2 separate regions of the Mus musculus genome follow, and region 1 is linked to region 2. The links are chromatin contacts, called in public Hi-C maps. All regions are on one chromosome and are shown on one strand. The core of a region is the stretch at or near the end of the contact, and the rest is flanking DNA. Distances in the headings are between cores, read along the strand shown.

Region 1 (3,533 bases), core at 753-3,252, 170 kb after region 2:
CGAGCAGTAGACCCATGCCCTGGATGGGGATTCTCAGGTGAACACTTGGTTTTGAGTCCTCCAAAATGTTCAGCACTGAGATTTAAAAATGATTTTAATAGGAAACACAAGCCAGAGAAAGCTTTCACAGACCCGCCAGCTTAAGATGAGAAAGGCTAACTCGAAGATTTGACTCAGAACTATCTGGTCTGCTCTGTTCCATTTTCAGCTCAGGGAGGTTACAGGATGACATTTTGCAGCCTGTTTTGTGGTTTGCTATAATATAATAAGGGTCTAAACTGAAGTTTGTGGTGGTGGAAATAGACAGACTATGACCCCTCTGAAATCAACTCATACTACTCTAAAACAAGATATATTTCCTCCTCCTTATTTTTATATATTTAAGACAGGGTCTCACTCTATAACCCAAACTGAAGAAATCCTCCTGCCTCAGTCTCCCAAGTGCTGGAAATACAGGTATGAGCATTATTGTCTGCTAGCATATCTTTCTTCTGAAAACAAACTTTGTCAATGATGACATCTTGTAGGCTCACAGCTCTCAGAAAGCCTCTCGCTTACATCATTTTCTGTTACATCATTGTCGGTTGGTTTGTGTTCTTGGAACAAACTGGGGAGTCGGGGGGGAGGGACGCAGCATGAAATGGAGAGAAAGCTACCCGTCCCACTGAGCATGTGACCTTGGGAATGTGCTTAATCTCAGTGAGCTTGTCTCCTCATCTGTGAAACCAGCAGAACAATGTCTGTCACACTGCCTTGTTGTGAGGATTAAATAAGAGCACGGGTAGAAAAGCTATGATTAGCACAGAATAAATGTCAGATTTTGTACTATCATTTCTGAGCCAAACATCTCATTAAAGGCCTGCATAATCACCCATAAAATCTTGTTTGAAATGAAAGCGATTGGGTTCAACCAACCTTTTGGAAAGCAATTTGGCTCTCCAAATGCTCTCCACTGTATATTAAGACACATAAAATATGTTCCTTTCCTTTGACCCAGTTGTTCCACTTCTCAGAATCTATTCTTAGGAAATCGTCCTCAATACAGGAAGAGTCCAATGCACAGGAAGGTTTGCTGTGTGGATGGTCCTAATAGAAATTAGAGGCAGCCTGCACGTCCATGAGATGACTATAGAGTCCCTCTGCAATCTTGTTAAGGATCTAAAAAATGCTTTAGCCCCTACGTCAAACAGAGCTGACATGGAAGGTGAATCAAGGAGCAAACATTGTCTTCTCTGTCAAGTCTCCAGCCCCTTTCTTCTGCATGGTTTCCCACGTGCTCTCTCCTGCTAGAGATCATATCCACTCAGAGTCCTGCCATCTGGGCAATTCCCGTTGGCCTTGTGCCTAAGCCCACTGCCACAGACCTAGCTTTCTACCCTGCTGCCTAAGCCCTCTGCAGAGGCTGAGTATCTCTCCAAGCCTGGGTGTCCTTGGCTCAGCTCTCTGCCTCCAGAGGCTTCCTGGCATCTTCTCAGCTCTGGCCCCACCTCCCATCCCTGCTGCCATCCTACTTCCAGCCCCTTCCTTGCTATTGCCACCTCAATCCATTAAATCCTTCTAAGTCAGAGAGCACATCTTCTCAGATGTCTAGAATTTGTCTGATCAAGTGAACATAATGGGAAGGAACAGTTTGATGTTTAAGCTGATTTTTGAAGCCCACTTAGACACCGAGTCTTGAGGCCTTAAATGCTTTGTGAACTTCCACAAGAGAGGACTGAAATTTATGAAATGACATCCTTTCAAAAACCAGCAGCTGTCTCTCTGGAAACATGGGCAGTTAGACAGGGGAAAGCATCCAGGAATGTCACTTGATGCTATCTTAATCCATGAGCTGGAATTCTTCTGATAACACTGGGAGGAAGAACATTTGGTTTTCTTGAGTTTGTATAACTACGTGCATTTTGCAATGCCGGGGCCTTGGCACGCACAGGGTAGCATTTGGGCTCAGCACTTTGAACTCTGAGGACAGTTTCACAATTGGGTTTTTCCTGTCCTAGCCAACATCTGGATCACAGTGGCCCAGGTCAGCGTGTGCTTGAAACCCTGTGTGAACCTCCCTAAAAGAGCATAGAACAAGCTGTCCAGAGACCAGGGAGGGGCCTATGCCTAGGCCTCCTTCAGCAGCTGTGCAAGCTAGGGCCATTTCAGAAGCAGATAAGAAAGTCATGGTTTGGTGCTCCATCACTGATTGAACAATTATCAATCATTATATCATTATTTTGACTTGTTCTCACTGTGTGCTGGGATACATGGGAGACTCCTGTTGCTACAAATAACGTATATATTATTTTTTAAAGAGTATTAGCCAGTTCTCATATTACCTTCTAACCCTGAATAGTGGTCCCCTTCTCAGCTAGGTATGTGTCATCTCTAACCCTTTATCACATTTACACAGATGTTGGTATCTATCTATGTATAGGACATTTTTACAATGATAGAGCAGCGCTATACTTGCTGGGCAGCATACTACTTTATTTTACTTTATGTACTCTTATGGATAGCTTTCCAAACACCGCTCTGTCTCATTCTTATACTCCACTGCAGGGAACCCTGTGCTATGTTCTACTTTCTCTGACTGATAGACATTTAGGTCGTCTTCAATTTTGTGCCACTGCTGCTATAAACAGTTATGCGGTAAACATTCATAATATCTACTTATGTGTGTTTACCTGTTTTTTTACTTATTCATAATGAGTTTCCAGAAGTCGAATAGTTGAGTTCATGAGTATTTGTCCTTTTCAGCTATCATAGATATTACCAAATAGTTCCCAAACAGGCCATTCTCATACAATGGCATGTCCAAGTGTCCGTCCCCTGCCCCTACCAGTTCTGGAAATCCCCTCTTTTATTTTTTCTAATCTTATAGGCAAAGCAACTATTGTCCTGGTTCATATGCCCCCAATTTGTGATATTGTAAAATATCTCTCACATCTGTCCATTAGCACTAATTTTTTAAAAATCCTGTCTCCATGGAGTCCATGATCACTGTCACGACTTACTGATGCTTTGATCTCCTGCTAGGCATTCAGTACCATGTTAGGATCCTTCCCTTTAACCCTGCATAAAGCAGACATGTTACCACTGCCATTTGACGCATGAGGGTAACTCCTGAGCACAGAGCACACACAGCAGCAGCTTTCTTGTCCAAACCAGAGAGCAAGAGGGACACTGGGCCGTGTCCCTGCCTGCTGGCTCCAGGGCTTGGTTCCTTCCCACCAGTTCAACCGTCTCCCCCATATCTCATCTCCTGTCCCTCTTTCAAGCATCTGGGTCTTCACTTTCTTCTCCAGATGATATTGTCCACCCTTCTTTGTCAGGGTCCTCTGTTGTCTCTCAGGTGTCCCACAATAGTCACAGGCTGGGTTTTCAACTCTTGCTCCACGTGTCCCCAGTGGGGACAGGACTTAGATGGATATGAACCAGTGTCTGCCTGGGGTGAGTCCATATATAAGAGTGACAGACAAAGGGTTATATATTGACAGCTTAAACATTTTCCCTAATTTATGACCAGTCTTCTCACACCCTCTTCCTCC
Region 2 (3,608 bases), core at 412-2,911:
CCCAGGCTCCCAGTTATAGCCATGTTCTTGGTTATAACCATGGGGTACCGTTAGTATATGCCTGTTCAGGGCAAAAAAGAGGCTCCACTGTATGAGGTTTTCTTGCTGTTGTTGTTTGTTTGTTTGTTTTTGAATTGTTTTTACGGCAGTGGTGTATGTGCAGGGTGCCTGATATTGCCAATTTCTTCTTAATTTTTGTGGCAACTTTCTGAAGTCAGGGTTGGTATTACCATTCCTCACAAGATAAGACTGAACCTTCCTGGAATTAAGTCAAAGCAAGCCAGCACCTCAAGGCTCCACATGCTGGACTAATATTTTTTTCTCACAGTGAATGTCTTCACTCTTGTCATGCCTTTGAACCATTCAAACACAATCGGTTCTCCTGGTTTCTGAGGTTAGGAGGGGGATCATAGACCAGATCCCCATTGGACCTCTCCTGTAGTGTGGACACATTTGAAAAGTGTCATCTTTCATTGACTCGGTTCATTCATTCATTCATTCATTCATTCATTTTGGTATCACAGGGTGCTTCCTGCGCCATGCACTGACTGAGCATTGGGGACAGTGGTAGGACAAGCTGAGATTGTCCTGACCTGGTGACACTCACTGTACCCTCCTTGCCATCGTCCAGTCAAGTCAGCCTCTGCAGTTGACAGGTAGAACAAGGAGTCAAGACACCCACTAGAATAGGAATACACAAATTACAAGCACTGCTGCCATTTTTGAAAATGACATTGTTTTTTTGAAAATGGCATTTTAAAAGTAGCTAAATATACATTTCCATCCCTGGAAACTCCCTGGAGTACTTAATAACTGCAAAACTTGGGTAAACTGAGGTTGGAGAGATGGCTCTGCACTTAAGAGCACTCGATCCACTTGCAGAAGACCCAGGTTTGTTCACAGCACCCACATAGCAGCTCACAACTCTCTGTAACTTCAATCCTAGGGAATCCCATGCCTTCTGTGGGCACCAGGCACATATGTTCTGCACATACATACATGTAGACAGAACACTCACACACACAAAAAAAGAAATCTTACAAGTCTGTGTAAATCTAGATAAAGTCCACATACTTAGTTCGTTTAAATATTTTAAAGAATATTTACTTATGTGTGTGTGGAGGGGATAAGGTCGAGTATATACACCTCTGCACACACGTGGAGGTCAGAGGGCAACTTGCAGGACTCAGTTCTCTCCTTCATAGTTGGGCTGGGTATCGAAAAGGTCATCAGGCTTAGTAGCAAGCACCATTATTACCTGCTGAGCCATCTCGCTGACCACATCTTCCTGGTTCTAAAGGGGTCTCAGATGGCTTGTTATGCTTCTAAATGTCTGAGGGCTTAGCAGAAAACATAGACTCGACCACCATGCATAAGAGCAACGGAAGCAATGGAGCTGCTTTGGGCTTAGCGGGGAAGAAAGGGGACAGCAAGGGTTACTGCTCTGCTGGCTCCTGCAGATGTCCCAGAGAAGGGGTGGGGTCCCTCCTCTGCTCCAGCAGTGGGTTCCAGGGTGGTGGCATTGGCACATGACGGTGTCTAGCTGCCAGAGCGGGAGAGACACTGGATCTTTTTATGAGCTAGCTGGGTGTACTCATGGTTAATTGCAAGTGACAAGGAGTTCAGAGACCGTACTGTCTGTACAAAAGTAACTCGCCAGTCTTCACAATTCAGCTCACTAAAAACAAACTGCTCCCTGGTCCCTGGCCCAGAACACAGTCCAGCTCACTCTTGCCTTGTCTCAGCCCCAGATGTCCTTTTCCAAAGGAGCTGGGTCCTGATCACCCCATTTAAAGCTACACTGCCCTGCCACCTTGACCCTGAGCTGGATTCTTTGTTTTCTGTCTGCACCTACTCTTGGTGTTTATTAGCAACGACAGACTGCCCTGCCTGTTTCTCTTGCAGATATGTGCACTGTCTGTCCCTTCCACCATGCCTCCCACGAGATGGGGTTTTATTTATCTCCTCTGTTACTGTATTCTCCACCCTCAACAAATCTGCCCAGCACAGGCTTGGACACTCACATATTTATTGACAGATTTTTAAGCACACTGTTTGCACTGAAGTTCAAGATGGTAATCTTTCTGTTTGACTCAGGACCTGTGAGTGTCAGTTAGTCAAATAGTGAAAGTCTCAGGAACATTTGCCTGAGATGAGCCCCAACTCCTGCAAACAAGACTCAAATTCTTATTCTTAAAACTTTCCACGACCTCATCACCAACAATAAAAGTTTATTAACAACGAATGGGTTCTGAACCATTTTAGAACCCCAAAAGAAGTTTTGACATATTTGTCTAAAGCTGAAATAGTATCGCACACTTATTCTCAGGCATAGTCCTTGTATTTATAAGAAATTTTCTTCTCATTACATTAGCCAACCAATCCTGAAGAAAAGGGTAATGTAAGATGTTGCCTTCTGGTCTGGACTGGGCTGCTGCCCTGTGACCTCACAGCAGCTGTGGCTACTCGAATAAGACCTAATTGAGATTGGGCTTGTCAATCATGGATGGGGGAGGAGCTTGGGAGGTCCTGTTCTTCTGCAAGGAGCCATTGGTAGTTCATGGCTACAGAAGAGGGGGAGGCACTTACCTCCCACCCATCCTCACACAAGCAACCCTAATTAAAGGAAGACACACACACACACACACACACACACACACGTTCATACATGTACTGAAAAATAAGATACATCTTTTAAAAATTGTCATTTATAGAAAGTTGAAGGGCAGAAAAAATTTTAGGAAGATGATAACTTTTGAGGTATATTTTAAGGAGGAAAAAATTTTGTAGCTGGAGAAGAGGAGCAATAGAGGAATGCATGTGAAGGCCTTCAGTCACTCTGTGTGAAGACCCATCACGTTTTAATGCTTCCCTAGATATTTCTGACAGGTCACAGTAAAGGTTTTTTTGTTTAAAAAAGAAAAACAGCAACAACACAACAACAAAAACTAATGGGCCAAGGACTGGTAACATTGCTAGGACCACCCTTCCCTTTGGGAATTCAAATGGTAGAAAGCATTTCCGTTGAGTTGTGATGCTGAACGAACTGTCATAAGAGACACTTCCTAAGTGCTGAGATTACAGATGTGGACCACATCTGGCTCAGTCACCGATTTTTAGCAACAACCTCAGAGCTGTTCCACTGGAAGTGGGGATCAGATTATGACTGGGCAAAAGTTTGCACACCCACACTAGCATTGTGGGTACCTCTTTTCTATTGGTTTCCTACAGTATTTTAATTCTGTTCCTCTCTGCTGGAAGTTCCATGAGACTAGGAGCTGTTGATTTCTTTCAGGATAATGTGTTTGATGTGGAGTTCGGGTCTTACACACCATCAGAGCTCAGCAAATCTTTGTCACAAAACACTAATTTATCTTCTCTCAGATATCTTCTGCAATACTTAGTTTTTCATCAACTTGATACATCTTGACAAACCTCATCCAACAAAGCCATACCTCCTAAACCCTCTCAAATAGTTCCACCAACTGGGGGAACTAAGCATGCAAACATACAAACCTATGGAGACCATTCTCATTCAAACCATCACATACAGCAAAGGTCATCTGGTGAAAGAAAACCTCCATTAAGAAAATGCCTCTATCAGATTG

What was found. A called contact is a pair of places that touch in the nucleus more often than the background predicts.
Region 1: a Hi-C map of uterus shows a contact between it and region 2, with 5 times the contacts expected there. The contact joins two enhancer-like sites. A contact is called at or near these places in 5 of 484 Hi-C or Micro-C datasets (the HPC-7 cell line, nephron progenitors and uterus) and 2 of 115 datasets of contacts at active chromatin or transcription factors (heart atrium and large pre-B cells).

What each region holds. Positions count from the first base shown.
Region 1 is chr7:113,960,324-113,963,856 of GRCm38.p6, forward strand. All of the region lies in intron 6 of Spon1 (spondin 1, (f-spondin) extracellular matrix protein), which reads left to right. Among named protein-coding and RNA genes, the nearest start is that of Gm51454, 74 kb to the right of the region's middle. Within about 2 kb of position 2,003, at least 55 of the 459 cell types and tissues checked have an H3K27ac peak or open chromatin away from gene starts, as enhancers often do. A contact at or near this core is called in uterus, where this site is marked.
Region 2 is chr7:113,790,595-113,794,202 of GRCm38.p6, forward strand. All of the region lies in intron 2 of Spon1 (spondin 1, (f-spondin) extracellular matrix protein), which reads left to right. Among named protein-coding and RNA genes, the nearest start is that of Spon1, 26 kb to the left of the region's middle. Within about 2 kb of position 1,662, at least 24 of the 459 cell types and tissues checked have an H3K27ac peak or open chromatin away from gene starts, as enhancers often do. A contact at or near this core is called in uterus, where this site is marked.